Linked DNA regions of Hordeum vulgare: region 2 is linked to region 1. The links are chromatin contacts, called in public Hi-C maps. All regions are on one chromosome and are shown on one strand. Each heading gives the region's core, a stretch centred on a gene start, on an enhancer-like site or on the middle of the called end of the contact. The rest is flanking DNA. Distances are from core to core; before and after follow the strand shown.

The links. A called contact is a pair of places that touch in the nucleus more often than the background predicts.
Region 2: a contact with region 1 is called in a Hi-C map of leaf, with 2.7 times the contacts expected there. The contact joins the enhancer-like site here to the promoter of LOC123444761 in region 1. A contact is called at or near these places in 2 of 6 Hi-C or Micro-C datasets (both in leaf).

Annotation. Positions count from the first base shown.
Region 1 is chr3H:534,056,489-534,063,430 of MorexV3_pseudomolecules_assembly, forward strand. It overlaps LOC123444761 (5'-3' exonuclease), which reads left to right and starts at 4,999. Exons shown (of 6, transcript XM_045121596.1): 1 at 4,999-5,421; 2 at 5,498-5,629; 3 at 5,733-5,967; 4 at 6,075-6,297; 5 at 6,841-6,942. The coding sequence starts at 5,062.
Region 2 is chr3H:534,147,880-534,155,242 of MorexV3_pseudomolecules_assembly, forward strand. It overlaps the pseudogene LOC123440447. Among protein-coding and RNA genes, the nearest start is that of LOC123444762, 68 kb to the left of the region's middle. Within about 2 kb of position 3,907, at least 1 of the 3 cell types and tissues checked has open chromatin away from gene starts, as enhancers often do. A contact at or near this core is called in leaf, where this site is marked.

The sequences.
Region 1 (6,942 bases), core at 3,749-6,248:
CGTCGCCGAACTTCCGGCCGTTCTCACCGCGGGATGACAATTGGCAAACGCTTTATAAATATACATTGCTGTGACCCTTGCGAATCGTGGGGTTGAAGGAACGAATGCACACAGCACGGTGGTGAATTGGCCCAGGTGTTGTAGTGGACCTTCACTTTCTGAAACAACGGATTGATTATATACACCGTGTCAGGCGTAAACGGGATTGTCTCCATCGCACCGCACCAGCGCAACAAGGGAAGAGGGAAAAAAACATTCTGAAAATTCTAGAGAGAGTAGAGTGCTTCATCAGCACAGAGTTCTTCTTTTTAGGCAAACCACACTCTATTTCATCAGTTTGTAACAATGTTCATGCATTGGATACATTGTGGATCAGGAGGTTGAAGGAGCCAAATATGACAGTGTTTCGCAGAAGCGGAGCCAGGATTTGAACTTGAGGGGGATGAATAGCCGATGTTCACAGAAGTCATGGAACATCACAATATTTTAAGTGTCATGATAGCGTTGATGGAAAATCATGAAAAATATTTGTTTGGAATTACAAAAGAATTTTACATTTCTATTAACTTAAATTAAGCTCATGGACCAACAACGTGGAACAAGTTGATAGTGTGAACTTTGCTATGATCCTTTTCATTTTATTTAGAAAACACGTGTTGACTAGTTCCATAGACGAAAAAAATTGTTCGGTTGTCGCAGCTGACATTGAATATGACCAACCGGAGTAATCTATCAACCATTGAATATGTCGCAGTTCTACTTGTTTAAAATTATCCAACGGTCAAATCGGCAAATGAAGATTAGATTTTCATCTCTAGATGGTTACAACATACAGCTAGAAATGGGCAAGCTGATACTCCAGTTGAGTCTGTTCTTGACTAAAAAAGACTACATGATAAAAGAAATCCACCATTGTGCATATATTAGACATCAAATAATTTATATGGTTACCACATGGTATGGGTGGTAGGCAACTTCATATTTGAAATTAAGCTATGATGCTTTACATTAATATAGACAATAGATTAAAAAAACTCATGTCGTGGATGCAGACTAAGATAAAAGTTCACAAAAAAAACAATGCTTATTAAATGTTACTGGTGCCAACATATTCAATTCTGGTCATCTGGCTAGCGACTTTTAGGTGTATTCTGATGATCTGATCCGTCTGTGTCTAATCAATCGTATGCGCACATCGGGCTCTGGAGTGTAGATTAGTGGATGGAGTTGTTGTCATGACAATCAGAATGGCCGTCGTGGGATTTTTTCACTGTTTTGATCCTTAAGGCGTAAGTTCATCACAAAACGAACTCGGTTCGAAAGTATTTCACATTTTGACCCTTTTGGAAACGCCAGAGACCGTGACGTTGCAGGCCTTAGCAGAAACGCCAGTCTACTGAACGTTGCAGGCCTCATGTGCAACGTCAGTCTACTAGACGTTGCAGACCAAAGCAGAAACGCCAAGGGGACTGGCGTTGCAGACCAAAGCAGAAACGCCAAGCTCCCTGGCGTTTCCTTAGTCCAGTACCGCAGTGCTGGGGTACTGGCCAGCGTTGCACCCAGCGCAGAAACGCCAGACATGCTGGCGTTGCAGACCCAACCAGAAACGCCAAGCTTCCTGGCGTTTCCTTAGTCCAGTACCCCAAAACAAGATTTTTTCACTGTTTTGATCAACAAACATATTTCATAGAATATAGTTTAAATCGTAAGACCATAATTCACAGCATAACACCATTCATCAAAACATAACACCATAATTCACAGCATAACACCATTCATCAAAACATAACACCATAATTCAAAGCATAACACCATAATTTAAATCATAAGACTCAGCATAACATCATAGTTCATAGTTTAACATACGTTGTTCAACAAACAACATAGTTCAACAGAAAACATAGTTCAACAGACAACATCATAACACTCAGAATACGACATAGGTAACATACTTCACTTCCTCCCTCTCTTTGCAGCCATCTTGCCCTTAGTAACGTAGCCCTCTGGAGTGTTCTGCCAGTCAGGACGTCTGATGTTCCTTGAGCTAGCTCGACGTGTTTCTTCCGTCGGCTGAGTGGGTTGACTTGACTGCGGAGCATCTTCCATCTGTGAAGCCCCAAACTCAATGAAGTCCGGATCCAAGTCACGAAGCGGATCCAAGAACATCCATGAGGCTGTGTCCCCAGTGCCATCCGAAAACACCACTTGGGTCAAAAGATTCCAGAGATAAGCTCTCGAGAACCTCTCCACAACAAGCGGACTAGCATCCCTTGGGCATCTGTGAAAATGTCTCTGTATCCAAGAGAACAACACAGCAGATGGCCTATGATCCTTCCTAGTTTCATCAGTCCATGGCTCGGGTTCAACACCAACCAATGCTGCAACCCGTTGTCGCCACCCGGCGGCCCTAACTTTCCCTGTAAGAGCCCTGCCCTCGATAGGAAGCCCGGAGATCATAGCAATATCCTCCAAGGTTATGCTCATCTCACCAAGAGGAAGGTGAAAAGAGTGCGTCTCCGGCCTCCATCGATCCGTAAGTGCTGTTAGGGCAGTGGCATTCAACCATGGTGGTGTGCCTTTAAAGTTGATCACAAATTGAAGAAGATCCATTCTTCTAAAATATGGCTCGTAACGAGGGTCATATACAAGAGTTTCATTGGGGTTGTGCCCCCTCAAACGAAGTAGTGGAGGAACCTAAACAAACAAAGGCATAATTTGTTAATGGACTCAACTTGTGAAAATATACAAATCATGGAGTATATAAAAATAATCATCAACAAAATCATAATTACCTCTCCTCTTTCAACTAGCACCGCACGATGCTTCTGCTCATAGTAGTCATCAAGACCCAGATATTGATCGGGACGAAACATCCTACATAATATGAAGAAAATTATTACCGGCCTCTTTGAATAATATGAACTAAACCTAGGCATAAACCTAATGCGGATAATATGAACAAAACCTAGGTTATACATATAGCCACCAAAAACTACACCTAGACACACCATAAACTACACCTATTAACAATCACAAAATAAATTTTACTTCAAAACATACGTACACCTAGTGCAAAATAAATCTACACAAATACAAAATCATTGCAAAAACTAATTGGAGGGATTGGATGAGCTTACCGGCCTCTTCGATTTGCCCCAAAGAACCAACAAAACGGTCGGGGGAGGAGGGAGATCGAAGGGGGAGATCTGGAGGAGGAGGGAGAGCTTTTTCGTGGAAAAGGAGGAAGAAAGAAGTGGAGGTGGAGGAAGAGGCCGCGGGCCAGTTACTTATGAGCCCTGCAACGCCAGGGAGCTTGGCGTTTCTGCTTTGGTCTGCAACGCCAGCCCCGTTGGTGTTTCTGCTTTGGTCTGCAACGTCCAGTAGACTGGCGTTGCACATGAGGCCTGCAACGTCCAGTAGACTGGCGTTGCACATGAGGCCTGTAACGTCCAGTAGACTGACGTTTCTGCTAAGGCCTGCAACGCCACGGTCTCTGGCGTTTCCAAAAGGGTCAAAACGTGAAATACTTTCGAACCGAGTTCGTTTTGTGACGAACTTACGCCTTAAGGATCAACATAGTGAAAAAATCCGCCGTCGTGGCAAACGCAAACGCCCTAGCACAATACACACAGCGACGGATGGCACTCAGCGACGACTCGCGACGACGACAAGTGCCCTAAGCGTTCCAGGAGAATATACACATAGATCAATCCATCGGATCGGTTAGAGTGTTGTAGCCAGCCCCGTATTGGGCTATTGGGCTTTGGTCATCTATATAGCTAGTTCAATGAATATTTTTTATAAGGGTTAATGATGTAATTAGTTGCAGCCATTAACGATGTAATTAGCTGCAACCATTAACGATGTATAGCCATTATAAGGGTTAATGATGTAATTGGCTGCTACAATTTGTTGAGAGGGGCGAGCGATTGACAGGGGTCTAGCCCTGCTCGCCCCCCTTGTCTCGGCCCTTGTTCTTTCATCAAATCCTAAGGGCATGTACAATGGGGCATCGTATTTTTACTGTCTCAGCTTTTAAACTAATTAAAAAGTAATGAAGCCATTGCTTTAAGAAAATTTTAGGCAACCGAGGCCACACTCTATACCGGACTCACTGTCCTTTACATGCATGTTGTTTTTCTGTTGCTCTCTCGATCACTCTCCTCGCATGCATCAACAAAGCTTATCTTTTCTTTCCTTTTCTCGCTTTTCACCGCGAAGAGGCTGACTCTCCTCTGCATGCTACACTAAATACTATGAGGCTACATCTTTTAGTCCGAACCTAGCTCCGATCCTATGCGGATCTACGGGGCATCAGGTTGAGGCCACCCGTTGTATATGTCCTAGATCATGTTTTGTAAGGCTATGACCCTCTGTATTCGCCTCTCTACCCTCGAAGATAAAAGAACAAGAGGTAAATTCCCAAGCTATCACAACACGCTCTCAAATAATGCTTCTATTTCTTCTGCCAGTGCCTGATGCGATGTCTTGTATCACCTCCTTGCAATCTGCCGCTATGATTATATGTTGTTTTGTGTAAGATCTTTAGCAAGTGACAAAGCTTTGCCACGCGACATTACTTCAAGGATCGACAGGTCACCTACACTCGCTTGAGCAAAGTTGCCGCTCCACAATAAACACCATCGGCACCAATGCAAACCGCACTTGATGAATCAGATACCAGTGTTTTCGACAAAGCCCCATGTACCTTCAACTTTGCATAACCCGTCGGTGGTGAGATCGAGCAAGCACGGACGGCTGCAATCGTCGCTTGCAGAGGGTTTTTGGGTGTCCTTCAGAATTATTTTTTCAGATCACTGAAAAACATTACTCGCTCCAAATGTCCACTTTGTTAAGTTTTTTTTTTCAGGTCTCCACTTTGTTAAGATGGGACGGCTTAGGCCCACCACTTTTGAAAATGCAGAGGGGTCATTTTAGCCCATATATTAGATGGGCTTTTGCAAAATCCGAGCAGCGCTTTCAGTTTCTTTCGGCCCTTTTCGGCCCCTTATCCACATCTGCAACTCCCACATCTCCTCCCTTCCCACCAAACCCAGCGCCATGCCACTGCCGCTGCCCGCCGTGGGCACGGGCCCCGCGTCGGCGATAGGTCCGGTCACCGCCGCCGCGGCAGCAGCACCCCTTAGATATCGTCCCATACGACTCCGCGCATCCCCATCGACAGCTTCCTCTCCTTCAACCTCTGCGATCTCCAGCTCGCCGCCCCCGCCGTCTGTGAGGCATTCCCGCAAACACCTGGCGGGCAGAGGCAACGCCCCGGCGAGGCCTTCCAAGGACCGGGTGTTCTTCCTCGACGTAAACCCTATATGCTTCCGTGGCTCTCAGCGTAGCCTCAGCGCCTTCGCGCGCTGGCTCGCGCTCTTCTTCACGCACGTCAGCCTCCGCGACCCCGTCGTCGCCGTGAGTACACCCTCCCAGACCCTACATAGGAGTCGTTTTGTGTTTTTGAATTCTTAATTATACCTCGATGCGATAGGTCTTCGATGGGGCAGGCGGGAACGACTACCGGAGGCGGCTGCTGCCGTCCTACAAAGCGCACCGGACTCGTGGCGTGGGCACCGGTGCCGATTCACGCGTGGTTGATGTGCTCCGCGAGTGCAATGTTCCGGTGGGTGGACCAGAGATGACAAACAGTCGTGTTAATTGCGCAATCAGCAATGCTCTCTTTGTCACAATTCTGATCCTAATCTTTTTGTGAACGGCAACCTCAGATTGTGCAAGTGGATGGATATGAGGCAGATGATGTAGTCGCTACCTTGACAGAGCAAGTATTGCAGAAAGGTTATAGAGTTGTCATTGGCTCACCAGACAAGGACTTCAAGCAGTTGATATCTGAAGATGTTCAGTTAGTTATGCCCATTCCTGAGATTGGTCGATGGTCCTTTTATACACTGAGGCACTATGTTGCACAATACAAGTGCGATCCAACTGTAGATTTGAGCCTCAGTGAGTATATATCTTGTAGGATAATCTGCAAGTGTTCATTTTTGTTTTCACCATTTGCAGTCTGGTTCTATCTTTTCAACTTATGAATCAGAAGTTATGTTGTGTAGGATGCTTTATGGGTGATGAAGCGGATGGTGTTCCCGGAATCCAGCATCTGGCTCCTGGTTTTGGTCGCAAGACTGCAGTGAAACTACTGAACAAACATGGTTCATTAGAAAACTTACTTAAAACAGCTGCAGTTAGAACTGTAGGCAAAGAGTATGCCCAGGATGTTCTAGTCAAGCATGCAGATTACCTGCGGAAAAACTATGAAGTTCTCAGCTTGAAGAGGTATGGAGTTTTTTAAAGAACACGCAGAACTTTTTCCATATCTTCGCACATACTCCCTCCGTTCCTAAATATAAGGTGTATTATTATTTCAAAAAGACAAACTTGTCTAACTTTGACCGAGTTTGTAGACCAAAATATCAAGGTCTAGAATACCCAATCATTATCACTAGATTCATCATGAAATGTATTTTTGTATTTTATATATTTGGTATTGTAAATCATTATGTATTTTGCTATAATGTTGGTCAAACATAGACATGGTTTGACTTTTTAAAAAACTAATACACCTTATATTTAGGAACGGAGGTAGTATATCCAATAACTTTGAATTGTGGAGTCGGTGTAAATATTATATAGCTTTGTGTACTATTAATGTATGGAGCTAGCCTTCTATTTTTTTGCCAAGCAAATGTGCAAATGTAGTAGCATACTGGAAGTATGGTTACAGTCTTGCTTACAGATATGTCTTTCCAGTTACAGTAATGCTGAACTGAATTCTTGGCGGCGTATGAAAACATGACTTGCTACTTTCTCCTCAAACAGGGATGTAAATGTTCAGCTTGATGTCAGATGGTTATCTGCAAGGGACACTTGTAATGACACCAGTGTGTTATCTGACTTCATTCTTAAATTCAGTGAAGGATA
Region 2 (7,363 bases), core at 2,657-5,156, 90 kb after region 1:
AGCCGGAAAATAGAGATAGGGGGGCAAGAACTAAAAGCATCAAAATCTTTGGATACATAGTCACATAACTTAGTAAATATTGGAAGATATAAATAGTCAACGTATGTTTGTTGCTCCACAATAAGAATAAAAAATACACATCTATTAATTTGAAGCTGGATTTACGAGCACCAGTATCGAATATCTCAATAATATCATCGGAGCTAAACTTGGCTGCTATTTCCTTCTCAATGTAGACTATAGTGCAATGACGAAGAAAATCATCTCCCAATTTACTTTGAAGACATGTCTTGACAAGTTTCATTGCGAAAAAGGCTCGCTCTGCTGTTGCAGTTGAAACCGGAAGAGTTATTACTAATCGTAACAACCTCTCAACCATAGGATAATCAGAAGACTTGCTAGTTTTAATTATTCCTTTTGTCATATCAGCAAGTGATTAGCAATTTTTGATCTCTGGATGGTTAAATGCATCAAGCTGGAAATGCGGTAATTCACACTCCAACCGATCTCTTTCTTGACTAGAAAAATCAGCAGGATATATTTTTTCCACTAGAGTGCATATCTTTGACTTGTCGAAGGCATCATGTCTAGGGTCCAATGATGAACAAAGATCTAGAAGCTCCGTAACTTGAGAACTGAATCGATCATTCAACTCTATCACTTGTTGATCTATTGCAACATTAAACACGTCTACTTTGTAATGATGGATAACGGTGGTGTTGTCATGCTTATTTCCTGATTTTGTTACATCAACATACCTATAATTGTAATATATATGAAAAACATGAATTAGTTGCACGATTTAGACAATAATGAGTAAGTTTGTAAGTGACTAAATCTCTACATTGAAATTTAATGAACATAGAGATAGGGAAAGAGACATACCTTTGATCCATGTCCAAGATATCAATCTTATGTTTCACACAAAATGATTTCACATCTTTAAAAAGGCTTTCCTATCCATCTTCTCTCAGCTCAGCAAGCAACGACTTTGTGTTACAAACACAATCCAATGCATTAGCAATATCCAAACTTTTATTTTGAAGTTTAACACACAAGATATCTGTGATTTTCATAATTCTTTCCATTAGGTGCAGAATGAAGACAAAATCAAATGTGTTTAATATCTTCAGGGCACCTACAGCGTCTCCTCTTGAATTCCTTGTAGCTGAGCGATCAGTTGCTACACTTCTTAGAACTGAAACATTTGTAGCAAACATCTTCAACAAACTTTTGATTGACTTATAGTGTGAACTCCATCTCGTGTCCCCGACCCTTTGTAAAGATCCTATTTGATTAGCCCCTCTTCCAGTGTCAAGCTCTCCCAATTCAATCTCTCTAGCAATTTTAGCTGCCTGGTTTTCTAGTAACTCATCATTACGTTTGGAAGATGCACTAACTGTATTCACAACAAAATTTGCATGTTGGAAAAAATTGTGAACCTCATTTACCTCCCTTGAAGCGGCAACCAAAGCCAATTGGAGTTGATGAGGTAGACAATGGATATAATAAGCATAAGGACACTCTTGGAGAATTAGAGCCTTTAGCCTATTCCACTCCCCTCTCATATTTCTTGCTCCATAGTACCCTTGGCCTCTAATATCTTGCACATTCAACCCATTATCAACTAGGACGTCAATGGTTTTATTCTGGAGAGTCAAAACACAAGTGTCATCAAGGAAACGCTCCCTTATCAACCCTTCTATGTTCACAAAACCGAAGAACTACTGCCATCTGCTCTTTTTTAGACTCATCCCGACATTCATCAACAGTATTGCAAACTTGCTATTACCCATTTTTTTCTTTAATTGAGGTTTGCACTTTTCGTGAAATTATGCTAGCAATTTCCTTCTGAATAGTAGAGGAGGCGTACTTTGCATTTTTAGGAGCATTCTTCACAACTTCTTGTACATCCTTATTATAAGAAGCCAAAAGCTTAATCATTTCCTTGAAATTACCTTGATTCTTGGAATCCTCAGATTCATCGTTTCCTCTAAATGGACATGCTTGGAACATTAACCACCTAATGCAATCAACAGAGAATAATTATTAGATATAATGCATTAAGAAAATTGTCTTACATTAAATATTTGTTGCTTACCTCATGGCATCAATAGAAGTCTTAAGCGTCAGTCTTGCATCAAGAACCATTTGCTTAGTTTGCTTTTTCATCACCTTGTTAATATGAGTTGGATTATTTTTCAGATTTTCATAACACCGAACTGCAAAGTTATGAGCCGAGCGGGGAGTAGTGCCCATATGTTTGAGAAAAACACATTATTTTCCATTGTTAACCTTCTTCCACTTATCAAATCCTTTGACAGTGAATGTGTCCGAACCACACTTCCCAGCCGGCTTCTTCGAAAAGAGAAAACAAGGCAAGCAATAGGCACATTTTGTATCAGTCGAATATTCCAACAACCAAAAATTTGTGTACCAATCTTTTTGAAATCGCTGACGAACAACACTTCCTTCATTATATTCATAATTTTCCAATTCGGGCTGATAGGCCCCCTCACATATATAAAAACGCCTAGCATCATCTTGCTTTTCTAGAGGGAGTTGCCAAATTTGAGGGCGCCTCCCTGGGTCTCGATCTTATTTTGTGGTTATAAATGTAGCTTCTTCTGTAACTTCTGGCACTGGAACATCTTGAGCATCACCTTCAGCATGACTAGGGTTGTTCTCTTCGCTAGGTTACACATCATTTGTATTAGCACCATCACCATGTTCACATGGCTGAGAGCTTGAACCAATTGACTTGAAAAAAGTATGGATTGATTGAGCTCTCTTCCTATTCATGTCTACAGAACACAATTGGACAATAAAAAAAATCTTAATTAGATTTTAGTGTCTATATTCTTACAATTACATTTCAAGCAGGCCTGATTCCAAGACAGAGATTAATGTAATGTTGGTGCTGCAAAAAAAGAGACCTTTCTTCCTTGTTTGGTCGCTCATCAGTGTGGCCGGCCGGCCGGAATACGCCGGGCCGCAGTTGTGCAGGATTGAAAGCGGATGGAATTATAGAGCTCATAAGATACCTGGAATTGAAACCAGATGAAGAGATTGAGATGTGCAGGACCGAAGACTGATTGAGCCACGAGCCCACGACCAAACCAAACTGATTTGCTCACGAGGCACGACCAAACCTGCCTGCGTGGGAGTGTGGTCGTCGGGGTCTCACCGTCTCAGCCTCTCAGGGACGGTCGGCGCCTCGGCGGAGGCCTTCCCTTCTCGACGGAACGGATGAAGACAGGTGGCCGGCGGCAGCGAGCAAGTTTTTCGGATCGCAAGAACGAGCGCTAGGTCGTGGCGTGACTGGCCTCGTGCGTATTACGTGCGTACGAGGGTTGTGTTTCTTTTTCCCTTTTGGCTTTTGCTGATATATTTGGGCCTGTTGTGTACATGACTCTGAGCTTCTGCCTATGGGAGCATGGGGCGACGCAACTGGAAATTGTATGCGTACGAAAAAAATCGCTTCTAACTAATCGCTGTCAAGGGATAACGAGATTGTTTGGGGGGGGGGGGGGTCTAGCCCCCGGCCTCCCCTTAAAATCGTCCCTGTTGACCGCTAAACCTCATGAGACATATTGTCTTCTCATCTACTTTTTCTGCAATGATCTACTCGCATACAATTTAACTAGTGGTATGAGCGAGATAGCAAATATGTAATGGTGTGTATGATGTAGACGAACCTGAGGGGGGCGACAACATCATGTGATGTATATTGTTCGTAATCCCACCTCCTCTCGGAGTGAAAATGAGGTCGATATGGGTTGTTGGTGACGGACAATAACTGCATCAACAAACAACGTAAGTGATAGCGGGCATGACGACACGGGGTGATCACACGATGAGATCTCCCGAGTTGGCAGGTCCAACGGTGGTAGCCTACTTCGCGCTTCGCCATGCTGCATCCCACACATGTCGGTTCCCGCGTACCAACTTGAAGTCAATAGGTGTGCGACCGGTCAAGACGTTGTCTATGTGCACGTTTGTTTCCTCACCTACTATTGGGTTGACCACTCGTTTATCCTCATCGACCATTGGGTCACACAAGACCCGTCAATGTGCACATATTGCAGTGTGCACATATCCTAGTGGATGAATGCGTCCTGTAATTGCCACGTTGAGTGAATAATGACGGGAGTGTGGATCAATCCGTCTGGGTGAATCCGTTGGCAAGATGGTAGGCTACTATTTTGCTGGAAATGTTTGCTGTGGCTCCATGATATAGGTGGCGAGCGATGCAGGACTTATTTTGTTTCGTCGGCGCTGGTGAGGCGTTGATTAGTCTTGCTTCGCCACAGATAAAATATGACCATCTTACTGTACAATCTCCAACTGGCGTGTTTGCTTTTTTATCGAGCCATTTATCTCCTAGATCAAACATTGTGTGTCCGGCACCATTTTGGAAAGGAAAATTTGGAGTGCCAGTTTGCTTCCTAGTGCCGTGTTTGGATAAAAGTTTCTTGGTTTTAGTTCAGCTGATGTTCATGCATGCGCCGCAGATCAGCATAAGAGCATCTCCAACAGCCGCGCTTCGCGCCGCGTCTAAAAAATATGTTTGTCGCGCACGCTTCGACTGGTTTAGTGCGGGGATAAACGCTGGTTTCAGCAGCAGCGCTAAAATGCACAGCGCGCGCCGCTCCAGCATCGCGCAAAAATGCAATGAACATGTGAATTTAACACAAACAAGTTGATGCATAAAAGTTCATGCCCACAAGTTCATTCAACCAAGTTCAAAATGCAAACTAAAGTTCAAGACATATAAATGAAAGACACATCAATCATCATCTTCCTCGTCTTCGTCCTCATCTTCCGAAGACGATTCTTCCGCCTCCGAAGATGAATCTTCCTCCCTACCTCATCACGCACCGCATCACGTGAAGCTCCGACGGTGTTGACAAGATCTTCAACGGCATCTTCATGGGAATGTGTGTGAGGAGGCACATCGAAAGACCTTCCACCCATGGCCGGAGGTGCACCCATGCCTCCCATGGCGGCCGGAGGTGCACCCATGCCTCCCATGAGAGAAGCAAAACTCATGCCTCCCATGACGGCCATAGCGTCGGAGGGTGCTCCAAAGCCACCCATGCCTCCCATGGCGACCGGAGGTGCACCCATGCATCTCATGGCTCCAAAGGCACCCATGCCTCCGATGAGGCCGAGGCCACCGCCACCCATGCCGCGGATCATGGCTCTTTTTTTATCAAGACTTCTTCACGGGCAAGGTTGACATATTCCTTTTGCGCATCATTGAACAGAGATGTGTCCAAGAAGAACAAGTGCTTCTCCCATTCCAACAACTTAGCTTCTTTCCCTTCGAGCCGCCGGAGCCGTCCGCCGCCTTGTTCTTCTTCCCGGAAGTTTTTCCCTTCTTCGGCCGCGCCGCATTGGGGAGCTTCGACGGTCGGCGGAGCTCCGGCGGTGGCGACGCCAACGCTCCCCGCGCTAGGGTTTTGGCGGCGGCGACGGGGGCGGGGGGGGGGGGGGCTGTACAACGGGGTGAGCGGGGTGCCGGTGTGCGCGTCCATGGGTGCGGTGGCAGGGCGCCGGCGACGGCGCGCGCGGTGCGTAGGAGGAAGAGGAAAGGAGAGACTTTCGCGCGAGCGTTCGAGTCCCGCGCGCGCGGAAGCGGGCGCCCCAAATACACCGCGCGCGATTGCGTTTCGGCCAGCGCGCTGAATAGCATATGCCGCGCGCATCGTTTTTGCGCGCCCGCTGGAGCCACCCGCCGCGTTGCGCGCGCGCTAAACCTGCCAGATTTGCGCAGGGCTTGTTTACAGCGGCTGTTGGAGATGCTCTAACGTGGTTGCCGATGGCGTTGCCCATAACGTGTTTGCCGATGGCGTTGCCGATGATTTTCCATGTCAATGCCATCTGCAGTCAACCAGGCCGTCTGCATGTTACAGGGGCCATCTGTTCATCTCCCTTCGAAGTGGAGGCGATTGACTGCTCCAGTTCCGGCTCTCGAAGAGATGGAGACCAAACTGACGCGGCTCCGTTTTCAAAGCACACGCATGCAGCCCTGTGAACGTGCTCTGAAATTACGCTGCCATAACTTACATGCACCAGGAAGACGATGGGTAGTCCTTTCGAATTCACCCTCTTTACGCTCCAGTTCTTCCATATATAGCGAGTGATTGAAACCAACGGAGTACTACGCCAACTCATTCTCCAGCACATTACCATATCAGATTTCTGTCAAGTTCTGCCCATCTGCCATGTCATTTGCCGGCGTCTCTCTCGTTGGTGATGGGAAGGCCGTCGGCCACGCCGTCGACGTCTCCACGGCCAGCGGGTACCACCTGCTTGTGGTCAATGTCTACTCGCACACCAAAGCCACTGCACCTAATGGAAAGGGCATCCTCTCTCTTCCTTTCATGGTAGGAGGCCATCGTTGGCAAATCAGCTACTGTCCTAATGGCGTCCTCTCAGTGAGTGCCAACTCCATGTGTCTCGTTGTTTGCCTTCTTGATGACAATGTTACGGAGCCTCTGAAGGTGCAGTTGGAATTTAGTTTCGTCGACGAGGTTGAGAAGCAGGATACAGCATACATTCGTGCAATGAAGCCAAGAAACTTCTCCAGCAGTGCTCGAATTTGTGGTCTCCCGTATTTCATGAAAATAGACGCTCTTGAGAAATCAAAGCATCTAAAGGATGATTGTTTCACGATCCGGTGTGACCTCAACATTGTCTCGACAGTTGATCTCTTCATCAAGGTACCGCCTTCTAGCATAAAAAAGCATATTAGCGACCTCCTTCGGTCCAAGAAGGGCACAGACGTGACATTCATGGTGTGTGGTGAGAAGTTTGCTGCCCACCGGTGCGTGCTTGCAGCTCGATCTACAGTCTTCAAGGCGGAGCTGTTTGGCTCCATGAAAGAGAACACAATAGCAAGTGTCGTAGATGTACAAGATATGGAAGCAAAGGTGTTTAGGGCCTTGCTTGACTTTATGTACACGGACTCACTGCCCGAGATGGAGATAGACACGGGGGATGAGGAAGGAGAAGCCCAGGAAGCATTGTGGCTGCAACACCTGCTTGTAGCGGCGGACAGATACGATCTCCAGAGGCTGAAATCATTGTGTGAAAATAAGCTGTGTGAACACATAGACGTGAGCTCGGTGACCACTATTCTTACATTAGCTGAGCAACACAGCTGTGGTGGACTGAAGGAGGTTTGCTTTGAGTTCATCAAGACTCGTGCTAATCTGAAAGAGATAACTGCGGCTGATGGGTTGGAGCACATCACTAGAACCTGCCCCTCTCTTTTAAAGGAGCTCATTGCTAAGTTTGCTTCCTAAAATCTGAAATAATGGTTAGTTTTCTCTGTATATTTCTGAAATATCGTATG